4 separate regions of the Sus scrofa genome follow, and all the other regions are linked to region 2. Evidence: chromatin contacts called from public Hi-C and HiChIP or PLAC-seq data. All regions are on one chromosome and are shown on one strand. The core of a region is the stretch at or near the end of the contact, and the rest is flanking DNA. Distances in the headings are between cores, read along the strand shown.

Region 1 (2,700 bases), core at 63-2,562, 170 kb after region 2:
TGTCAGCCTGACATTTCTCTTAAAAAATAGCTCTGGGATACATGGTGTCTTCACTGGGGTCAGATGTCTACTGTCAGAATGATCCTTGGAAATCTTTTGCATCCTAAACCCAAGTACTACCCGGTACTGGGAGGTTGCAAAGCAAGGATCTTGGCATGTAACACAGTGGAGTTAGGAGAGAGACTGGTGAAGCCTGTCTATTTAACAATAGAGGAATCTCAGCCTTCAAAGGTAGTTTGTACTTCTTGGGGAGAATCCTGGGCTAAGGCCCCACATTGTTAATGTCTTGATTTGGTGTATTCGTTTCTTTTTTCTTCTCTCTTTTTTTTTTGTCTTGTCTTAGGGCCGCACTTGTGGCATATGGAATTTCCCAGGCTAGGGGTCTAGTCAGAGCTGCAGCTGCCTTCCTACGCCACAGCAGCCCCAGATCCAAGCTGTGTCTGTGACCTACACCACAGCTCATAGCAACATGGGATTCTTAACCCACCAAATGAGGCCAGGGATCAAACCCACATCCTCATGGATACTAGTTGGGTTCATTACTGCTGATCCATGAAGGGTACTCTGTATCAGTTTCTTATAGCAAGACTGGTCCTTAAAGTTGATTAACCTGTAAAAACTGATGAGAAGTCATACCTCTTCAGCCTTTTCAATGCCCTTTTCCTCACCCCACACGGGGGACTTTGGCCTGGCAGGACCAGGGCTGTCTATAACACAGAGACACCATCATGGCAATTCATTCACTGACTGCTTTGCAGGTGCTTCTGGGTCATTATCTGTCATTCCTATTTTTCCTACTTAAATGTTTGTTTTTCTCTTTCTCTACTCACCAGTTCTTAAGAGCCTCCTTTGTGCTGGATACTGAGGGGGATACTGAGGTGAATAAGTGCATTTCTCCCCTCCTTTTTTCCCATGCCCTGAAAAGTGTGGCTGGCTGTCTGGTTTGCCCAGGAGTGGGAAAGGGGTAAACACAGGACTTGGAGTTTCAGTTTTTAAACCAGGACACTCCTGGGAAAACTGGGATGGGTCGCATCCTCACTCTGTACGTCATTATTCTTTTCCCGTCTAATGATGTAACTTGTATTTATTGAGTGCTGGCTCAGCCAGCTACTTAATATACATTGTCCTTTTTTCATCTTTAAAACAGCCCTGTGAAGTAGGAATCCCCCTTTGGCATACGGCTCAGAGAATTGAAAAAAACATGCATGAGGTTATGCTGTTATTAAATGACAGAGTCTGCACTTAAACCCAGTCTGTCTCATGTTTTCCTGAAGCCATTCTAAGGGAGGAGGGGCTCTATGATGAAAGGAGAATTCACACATGACTCCCTTATGGTTGGCTGGGAAAGGACCAGAAACTCCAGAGGGGAACTTCACAGGTCTGTGTGGGAGCTGCGGCCCCACTGCCCTCTGCTGGCCACAGCTTGAACTACAGCTCAGAGATGACCTCGCTCTTCGTCTGACTTTTTTTTTTTTTTTTTTTTAAATGTTATGACCACACCATGGCATATAGAAGTTTCTGGCCCAGGGATTGAATCTGAGCCAAAGCTACAGCCTACATTGCACCTGTGGCAACGCCAGATCCTTTAATCCTTGCCTCCACAGTGACCCAAGATGCTGCAGTGAATTCTTGATTTACTGTGCCACAGCAGGAACTCCAGGATGACTTCTCTTTTATTCTTTGCAAACAGTTTTTGCCCCATTTTTTAAAAGTTTTATTGACGTATAGTTGATCCAAAAGGTTGTGATAATTTCTGCTGTACAGCAGAGTGATTCAGTTACACATAGACACATATTCATTCTCATTCAGACTTTTTTCCCACATAGATTATCACAGATATCTATTGGGGAGAGATCCCTGTGCTACACAGCAGATCCCCGTTGGCCAGTCATTCCATATACCTCAGTGTGCATATGCTAATCCCAAACCCCAAGTCCATCCCCCATCCCTGCCTGCTGCCTGTCCCCTTTGGTAACCATAAGTTTTTCAAAGTCTGTGAGTCTGTTTCTGTTTTGCAAATAAGTTCATTTGTATCCTTTTTTTTTTTTTTTAAGATTCTGCATATAAGTGATATGGTTGTCTTTCACTGTCTAACGTCACTTAGTATAATAATTCCTAGGTTCATCCATGTTGCTGCAGATGGCATTATTTCATTCTTTTTTATGGCTGAGTGATATTCTGTCGTGCACGTGATACTTCAAGAGCTCCACACACACAAACACACACCTTCTTTATCCATTCCTCTGTCAGTGGACATTTAGGTTGCTTCCACGTCTTGGCTATTGTATATAGTGCTGCAATGAACATTGGAGTACACGTGTCTTCAAAATATGGTTGTCTCTGGATAGATGCCCAGGAGTGGGATCGCTAGATCATATGGTAGTTCTGCTTTAAGTTTTTTGAGGAATCTCTGTACTGTTCTCCACAGTGGTTGCACCAATTACATTCCCACCAACAGTGTAATAGGGTTCCCTTTTCTCCACACCCTCTCAGCATTGATTGTTTGTAGACTTTTTGATGATAGCTATTCTAGCTAGTGTAAGGTGGTACTTCACAGTAGTTTTGATTTGCATTTCTCCAGTAATTAGTGACATTGAGCATCTTTTCATGCGCCTTTTTTTTTTTTTTTTTTTTTTTTTTTTTTTTGCTATTTCTTGGGCCACTCCCGCAGCATATGGAGGTTCCCAGGCTAGGGGTCGA
Region 2 (2,700 bases), core at 134-2,633:
ACGAATACTCACTTCCTTGCTTCCCCACCCCAGGACCAGACTCCAAGCATCACAGGTGCCGAAAGATTTACAAAAAGGGATGAATAGGAACAAAAGGATGTAGGCGCCAGGAGGAAAACAGAATCTCCCTGAACAAAATTAATCTCAGAAGGAACAGTAGACCCAATACCAGGTATTACCCAAGTTTAAACTGCTTTTTAAATGGTGATCAGAGATAATGTATCAATTTTATTAGGTATTCTACTATGCCTGATTTGCTTGAACCTTTGTTAGGCTTATCTTGAGGGAAAGAATTCTGTGCTAAATACATGAAGAGGTGTTAAATGCGTATTGAATTTTTAAGGGTGGTGGTCAAACTTTACTGTCATTTTTAACTTTTACTTTATGCCTTCGGGACCAAACGACGATTTCTGTGACCCCCAAGTTTCACTACTCATGAGTTACTAGAAGAAACACAACTCTGACATACAATAGAAGAACCGCAAATAATGGTTAGTTTACCCGCCATCAAACAGCTTGGAGATCAGATAGGAAATGTCTGTGTAGAGTCCTGCTGAAGTTCTAAGTCTCAAACAAAAAAACTCCAACACAAAGTGTGCCCAGTGAGTTTAACTTTATCGCAATTAAAGTCATCCAGATGGTGACTGTATTAATCAATGAAGAGGCTGTATTTATCTTCAGATAGAAGATTCTGAAATCCAGAATGAGAAAATCCCCAAGGTGGGGGTGGGGACAGTTAATAAGAGCCCCTGGGAAAGGTCCTTTCAACGAGGATTGGAAAATAATACGTTTGAATTTGAATCTCTTGAATATAAATCTCCCCTAACAGCAGGAAAAGGGTCCTCCAGCCCGGCAAGCTTTGGGCAGGAAGGGAGTAAACGGAACTGTAAAACAGCCCGCTCAGCTGTTTCTGGTTTAGGACCAAGCGCAGAGAAAAGAATCGCGATGTGGGAACTGAGTTATTTGAATCACTGAAAATAACTCGAAGGGTCAAATAACGAACTCCAGGCAAAGCGTTGACAAGCCTCTCCTTTGCAGCACCCTGCGCTGGTTTCCGCTCAATTTCCCCTCCCTCGCGCAGGGCGAGCAGCAGGCACAGCCCCTTCCCACGCGGGGCGCGGCGAGCGCGGACAGCTCCCCTCGAAGCAGCGGAAGGCTGGAAGTCCGCGGCCCGTGGGCTACGGCTGCCAGGCGACCCGCCGGGTTCCTGGACCCGGCCGGGCCGGACAGGCCTCAAGCCTTCACCGCCCCAGCTGGCCTTCCAGAGACTGCCGGTGGCGGTAGAGGCCTCGCGGGCCGCCCGCCTGGCCCGCGAGCCGCGAGCGCGGGGCGCTGAGGGGAGGCGGGGCGAGGTCGCGGGGCGGAGGGGGGGGCGGGAGGTGCATCCTGGGAAATCCACCAACATGGGGCGCAGCGACCGCCGCCGCCGCCGCTGCCGCGGTGAGTCCCGGCCGCGGATGCCGCCGTTTCCCTGACGCCCAGCTGGGGCCTCGTCGCGCGCCGCCGCCCGGGTTCCCCCAGCACAGACTGGCCAACGCGCCCTTCGCCTGTGCGCCCGCCGAGGCCATGTGAGGGGCAGCCCCCTCCGCCGCCGCCTCCTCCACCTCCTCTTCCTCCCCCGCCCCCTCCCTCCCCTCCCGCCCCCCTCTCACTGGGCCCTGGAGAAGCCCCCACTGCTGCCCGCCCTCCCTACGCAACCCCCACGATGGACAGGAACTACGCGACCTCCGGCTTCGCCGACCCGCCGCCGCCGCCGCCCGCGCCCCCCGCTGCCCCCGCCAGCGCCGCCGCACAACCCCCTGCCCCCGCCTGGGCCTACGAACCCAGAGCCGCGGCCGCCGCCGCCAGCAGCAGCTGCAGCAGCGGCAGCAGCCCCAGCCTCAAGGCCAGGTAGGGAGGGTGGGCGGCGGGGTCATGGTGGGCCAGGAAAGGCCAGGGATGCGTTTGGGGCCTTCGTCCCCTGTGCAGCACCGCCCAGGGGTCCGGCCTGGCGGGGAGCCCTCCGCTCGTCTCCTCGCCCTCGCCCCAGCCGGGAGATGCGGCTGATGACTCCTATAGGGTGGTGGATGGGGGCGACCAGTACTGGATTCACAGCTGCGGCTGGCCGGGGACCGTGGGTAGAAGGGAGGGTTGGGCGGGAGTCATGGGTCCCCGTCACCTCCTGGGTTCTGGGCTCTCACATGGTGAAGTTTGGGTTTGTGGCTGAACTCGGTGATCAGAGAGACCCGGGACTGGCTCCGGGGAGCAGAGGGGGGCGCCGAGGAGTTCGGTGCAGTGACATTCCATTGTATTGAAACTAACAATGTGGTCTTGGGGGCCCCAGCGGTGAGTGTGAGGGTGGGGGAGGCGGGAGAGGAAGAGGCGCGGAGCCACGTCCCTGACATTGGGGAACCCAGGAGGCTAGGCTTTGGGAGAATCCCCGGGGCGTGGGGCCTGGGAGGGGGCCCGGTGGGGCATGAACGCTGCGCCGGGGCTGGGTGACATATGTTTGCAGCGGTGGCCAAGATTAAGCTATTTCTCTTTCATGCGTTCAAAGTTACTCTTGGGTTTCCCCCTCTTTTAACAACAGCAGGAAGTAAGGGATCTCTCTTTGCCTTCTATGTATTGGGGTGACTAAGAGTTGGGAAGAAATTGAAGATGAGGGGGTTGGTCAGTGAAGGCCATAAACGTTGAAGAACAGAAGCATGCTTTTCCTTCTCG
Region 3 (2,700 bases), core at 179-2,678, 140 kb after region 2:
AGGTAGATCTCACTAGGAAAACTGTTCTAGCCTGGAAACTTCTTTTTTTGTTTTTTTAGGACTGTGCGCAAGGCATATAGAAATTCCCAGGCTAGGGGTCGAATCAAAGCTGTAGCTGCTGCCTACACCACAGCCACAGCAATGCCAGATCTGAACCACCTCTGTGATCTACACCGCAGCTCATGGCAACTCTGGATCCTTAACCCACTGAGTGAGGCTAAGGATCGAACCTGAGTCCTCATGGATGCTAGTGAGCATGACGGGAACTCCCTGGATGCTTCTTAGAATCACCTGGAAAGCTTCAAAATTCTTGCCTGGCCCATCACCACCCACCAGCTCTGGCCCCCTGCCCAGAGTTACATATGGTAAAGAACCACAGCTTCCCAGGAGATTTTAAGGTGGAGTCAGGGTTTGGAATCACTAATCTAGAGACTAAGATATACTGGTCTGGATTCAGAAATGAGAATTGAATGTTTTCTTCTAAATCTTATTTCCAGTTAATTGAATTTCTTAAGCACCCCACCCCACGCCCAAAAGGTGAATCCTTATCAGAGAACGGAGTGTGTGCTTAAGGGAAAACTGTGTGATGTGCTTGCTACTGAAAGGTTTGAGGGTGTTGCATTGCTCTCAGCCTTCAATACTTTAGGCCAACTTCCCACATGTGATTTATATAGAAATAGTGTTTGTCAGCACTAATTTCACTCCATCTTATTTTGTTCTAGTTACTTAAATTTAACAAGTTTTATAGTTTACAGGTAGGAGACAATTATCACCTTCATTTTAAGACAAACATATTTGATGCTGTCTTAAAGCATTTTACAAATGAACAGTTAAGAGTCACTAGCTTTTACTTTTTTAAGATCAGGCCCTAAAAATATTTCTATTAATTTAGCTTGCTATCTTACTGCTATAGGCTGAGGAAAGCATGGTTCTCTTGGATCAGCAACTAGTTGTCCAGTGCTGCAACAGTCACAGCCCCGGGTACCTGGGACGAAGGGAAAGAAGCCTCCAGAACGAGCTCATCTTGACAGGGTATTTTTCCTTTCTGGAACGCAGACGGCACATAAAATGCTGACTGCTCACTGTGTTTCAGAACTATCTAAACCAAGCTGAACTCTCATGAGCTGTGTTTGCCCCTGGCCTTCCATCTTTTCGCGGTTAAAGTCTCACTTTCAACTCGAGTCACTTAGATGATCCAAACCAAGTCTAACCGTTAAAGTGAGACCTGGTGGGCGTGACCTTAACAGCCAAAATGAGGGGACCGGACAAACTGTGCGCAGCTACAAAATATGATGTAATATTTAAATTTAAAAACCAGGGCGGGGAAGGAAGGCGTTGCAGCTAAGCGGCCTTTTTCCTTTCTTTTTTGACTGGCTGGGCACCACCTACCCCTCAGGCCGCCGGCTCCGGCCGCCTTTCCGTACGGCAATATGGCGCCTCCCTATGAGGAAGGGGGCCTCCCGGTTCCGAGTCACCGCCCACTGAGCCCCCTCAGCGGGCACCCTGCCGCGCCTCCGGCCTTTCCGTACCGAAACATGGCGTCGCCCTACGTGGGGCGGGCGCCTCTCGGCTAAAAGCTCTCTCTAGCTCGCTACCCGACGCTGAGGAGCGGCCACGCTGGCCGCTACTCACACGACCCGGGCGGGGAGGACCGCTGGCAGGGCAGCGAGGGATGCGGCCTCGGAGGGGCAGAGGCTGAACCGCCCTGCCCGCCGCGCATCCTCCCCGCCTCCGCCGCTGCGCCGGCCCCCCGTCAGATTCTCGGCCCAGCGGCAGGAGGGAGGACGCTGACTCCGTGGCAGGTGAGGGAAGCAGGCGCGGAGGCTGGCAGCCCTGCGGAGCCCGCACGGGAGGAACGAGGTCGAAATTATAGGCATTTCTTCGCTTTTTCCCGTCGGTCGGGACCCGGTGATGTCGCGTGGAGGCGTGGAAGCGGCGCAGACTGCGGGCGGGCTGAGTCTCAGCGCGGCCTTTGTCCCACCCCTCGAGGCCGTCCTCCAGGCGCGTCCCGCTTCCTTCGCTTGCTCCCGGCTCGGCCACTCCCTCGCCGGCCCAAACAGTTGTTTACCACGGAATCTGCTCGCTGGGAGAGAGTGGCACTGGGTGCTAGAGCAAGGGGTTCGCGCAGTCTCTGGACAGAGCTCCTTTATTTCGCTGAAAGACCCTTTCTGCTGGGGAGTCTCTTGTGTCCAGTTTGGGCTCGGCGTGCGGCTCAGATAGACGGTCTTCACGGCAAGTTCGAGGATCCTCCCACCCCCCGGTTCCCTTTTGGGGCATAGCAGGAATTGGGGAATGTTGAATGAATGAGCACACTGTACGCAATTAAATGGGTCCTCGCTGTATCCTATAGTCCTCTAATTAGAGTTACCATCTGTGGGGAAGGAAGCCTGTTGTGTACCAGCTGTCGTTATGCACGCTCTGTCCTTTACACTTGCCCCAAACCCAAGAGGTGGGTAGCTGTACTTGACAGATGAGGAAACTTTAGTTACCCAGCAGGTAAAGAGCCAGAATTGGAACCCAGGTTTGTTTTAGACCAACGCCCATCCCTCCTGTATAAACTGACTCTAGAGAGATGACACAGCTATCAACAACTATTTGGTGGTTATCTGTTTGGGGGAGGTACTTATATGTATGGAGCAGTATGGTTGGTCTTGCCCTTAAGAAGTTAAAACTCTAGGTGAAGACCTTTTTTTTAAAAAT
Region 4 (2,700 bases), core at 128-2,627, 240 kb before region 2:
GTCACCTTGAGTTCCTCTTTCTCTCACATTCCTTATTTGATCTGGTAGTAAATCTTATCAGTTTTACTATCCAGAATTCAATTAATTTCTCACTACCATTCTACCATCTTCTCTTGCTCTTATCTTTGTAATAGTTTTCTAACTAGTTTCTCTACTTGGGCCCTTGCCCAACTTATGTTTTGTAACACATCTGTCAGAGTGATCCTTTACTAAAAAAGTTAATTTGACCTCCTCACTCCTCTGCTCAAAACCTTTTACAGGCATAGAAAAGTCAAAATTAAATCTCTTATTAGGGGAGTTGCTGTTGTGGCTCAGTGGAAACACTCAGTGGAAACAAATCTGATTAGCATCCATGAGGACGCAGGTTCAATCCCTGGCCTTGCTTAGTGGGTTAAGGATTCAGCATTGCTGTCACTGTGGATCAGCAGCTACAGTTTCGATTGACCTCTAGCTTGGGAACCTCCATATGTCTTGGGTGCAGCCCTAAAAAGACAAAATAAATAAATAAACTTTATTAGGGCCTATAAAATTTGATCTGGCCATGCCTATCTCATCTCCTTTTCCTTTCCTCTTCTCTTACTCAAATGCAGCCCACAGGCCTCCTTGCCACTTGCCTCAAATCCTTTCCTTGCTGTCTTTTGCAGGAAAAGCTTTTCTGCAGATTTCTTCATTGGTACTTTCCTCATTTCGGTCAGTTCTCAATATCATGAGCCACTTTCTTTGATCACTCTGTCTAAAAAGGCATGCACACACGCTCATACACCACCCTTGTTCTTTACTTTTATCTTAATTGTGCTTAACATGCTACATAACTATGTCATAACAGTTAATACATTCAGAGTTCCCCGTATTTTAATTGCTTTATACATTACTTGATCTTATTTTTTCAAGAGGAAGCCGAAACGCAGCGGTTAACCATCAAGTGGTGCAGCAGGGATTCTACTCCAAAGAATTCGAATCTGGGGGTCCCTACTGTAAAACAGGATGCCATTCAGGACTCCTTTTCTAATTACTGTGTTGTTTGCTGTCTGTGTTGTTTACCCCACTGGATCGTAAAAGGCAAGTCAAGGAGCTTTGAACATTGCTGTTATTCCCTGGCCAGAGAGTACTGCCTGCTAAAGGCTTAAAAGTGAGTCAAATTATAAGCTTAAAAAAAAATTGGCTTAAAACTTCAGGTGCGAGGTGAGTTCAGTGAGACAAGCGGATCAGTAACAGATAGGACAGGGGGGAACACAGTCACAGCAGCTAGAGGCGCCGAGACGCGGCGCAGGAGTGGCGGCTTAGGGCGCTTCCGCCCCGCCCCGCTCCGCCCCCAACCAGAGCGCGCGCTGGGATTGGCCTCGGTGGCTCCGCCCGACCCGGTTACCCCTGTCCCGCAAGACTCGCGCAAGGTGACCCGGAAGCAGTTGGAGGCGCCGCCGCGCAGCCCAGCTCTCTTTTCCGGTCGGCGTGGTTTGGGAGGTGCTCGTTTGCGGTGCCCCGGTCTTCACCATGAGCGTCCCGGCGTTCATCGACATCAGCGAGGAAGATCAGGTATGCCCCTGGGCCGCGGCTGACGCCAGGGCGGGGTCCAAGGGTGGTGTTCAGCGGTGTGAGGGGCCACGTCCTGAGCGAGCCAGGGCTGTGCCGGCGGGAAGCTGCCTTACGGAGCCAGCCGGGGAGCCGAGAGCTGCCGTTCAAGGCCTCCACACGCCAGACTGGGGAGGCCGCGAGGCAGGGGCGTGCGTTTCTGGCTTGGAGTTGCACTAAGCTTGCGGGCCGGCGGGCCCAGGAGTAAGCCGCAGCTCGACGGCCAACTTCCTAGTTCGTGTCGGAACTCTTAGAGCCTGGAGTTAACTTCTATCGACGCAGTACTTTTGACTCATTGCAAAGGGTATCTGCTTCCGTCCCCTAATTAATAGCCACACCCTGAGTGGGAGGTGGCGAATCTTTAGGTGGCGTTAGCAGTACAAGGAAAAATAACTTCGATTTGAAAATCAAAATGGTTATGTGATCGCAGAGGCACAGGTGACCCCTATTTTGTACGTAGACTGTTTCATATCCTTATTTGAAGGGCAGGAGTGAGAGTTCTGTAACCGGAAACCATAACGTCATACTTTGAGGCATGCACCTGGTGAACAGCGCTAATATTCAAAAATTTTCTTTTTGGGTTTTGCTCTTTGGCGTTTATGGTTAATGCTTCTCGTTTCTCTCCGTAGCAAAAGTTAAACTTGTAAAGATCTTCCCTAATTTTGCAGAACTGAAAACTATATTCTGTGAGGTCTTGAGTGTTGTGATTTTGTATTTTTTTTCTTACTCCGCTAACACGGAAATTTTGGTTCCTGTAGAATAAAACATTCCTAGTCTAATGGAACTTTTATAATTGCAGATGTGGGGTTTTTGTTTGTTTTCTCCTTTGGTAGAAACGCAGACCCACAGCCCTGAAGAGCACAATAAGGAGAAAGGAAAAAGAAAGAAAAACAAGAAAGGGAAGGAGTTGAGCACAATTAGAAAGGAAGATGTGGAAGACAAGGGGAAAAAAAAAATACCTGATTAGGAATGGAATCTGTTGTCAACAAATGGTTATTAGGTTACTGAAAAGTACTTATTTTTTTTGTTTGTTTTTAAACATAGGAAAGGGTTTTTAGATGCAGTAAGTTCTTGTCATTGATTATATTTTAAAGTGTCATTTCTACTGTTCTTGTTTCACATTGGCCATTC

The links. A called contact is a pair of places that touch in the nucleus more often than the background predicts. HiChIP or PLAC-seq counts read pairs in DNA pulled down with a chosen protein or histone mark.
Region 1: a contact with region 2 is called in a Hi-C map of liver, with 8 times the contacts expected there. The contact joins the enhancer-like site here to the promoter of QSER1 in region 2. A contact is called at or near these places in 1 of 5 promoter capture datasets (liver), 10 of 47 Hi-C or Micro-C datasets (alveolar macrophages, embryonic fibroblasts, fetal skeletal muscle and 4 more) and 1 of 2 datasets of contacts at active chromatin or transcription factors (alveolar macrophages).
Region 3: a contact with region 2 is called in an H3K27ac HiChIP or PLAC-seq map of alveolar macrophages. The contact joins the promoter of TCP11L1 here to the promoter of QSER1 in region 2. A contact is called at or near these places in 2 of 5 promoter capture datasets (fetal skeletal muscle and liver), 3 of 47 Hi-C or Micro-C datasets (heart right ventricle and skeletal muscle) and 2 of 2 datasets of contacts at active chromatin or transcription factors (alveolar macrophages and skeletal muscle).
Region 4: an H3K27ac HiChIP or PLAC-seq map of alveolar macrophages shows a contact between it and region 2. The contact joins the promoter of EIF3M here to the promoter of QSER1 in region 2. A contact is called at or near these places in 3 of 47 Hi-C or Micro-C datasets (fibroblasts and skeletal muscle) and 1 of 2 datasets of contacts at active chromatin or transcription factors (alveolar macrophages).

The regions. Positions count from the first base shown.
Region 1 is chr2:27,872,068-27,874,767 of Sscrofa11.1, reverse strand. All of the region lies in intron 7 of TCP11L1 (T-complex protein 11-like protein 1), which reads left to right. Among named protein-coding and RNA genes, the nearest start is that of TCP11L1, 30 kb to the left of the region's middle. Within about 2 kb of position 1,312, at least 18 of the 83 cell types and tissues checked have an H3K27ac peak or open chromatin away from gene starts, as enhancers often do. A contact at or near this core is called in alveolar macrophages and liver, where this site is marked.
Region 2 is chr2:28,042,170-28,044,869 of Sscrofa11.1, reverse strand. QSER1 (glutamine and serine-rich protein 1) reads left to right here and starts at 1,383. Exons shown (of 13, transcript XM_021083212.1): 1 at 1,383-1,440.
Region 3 is chr2:27,901,894-27,904,593 of Sscrofa11.1, reverse strand. It overlaps TCP11L1 (T-complex protein 11-like protein 1), which reads left to right and starts at 1,428. Exons shown (of 10, transcript XM_021083207.1): 1 at 1,428-1,802.
Region 4 is chr2:28,281,489-28,284,188 of Sscrofa11.1, reverse strand. EIF3M (eukaryotic translation initiation factor 3 subunit M) reads left to right here and starts at 1,377. Exons shown (of 11, transcript XM_005661051.3): 1 at 1,377-1,533. The coding sequence starts at 1,492.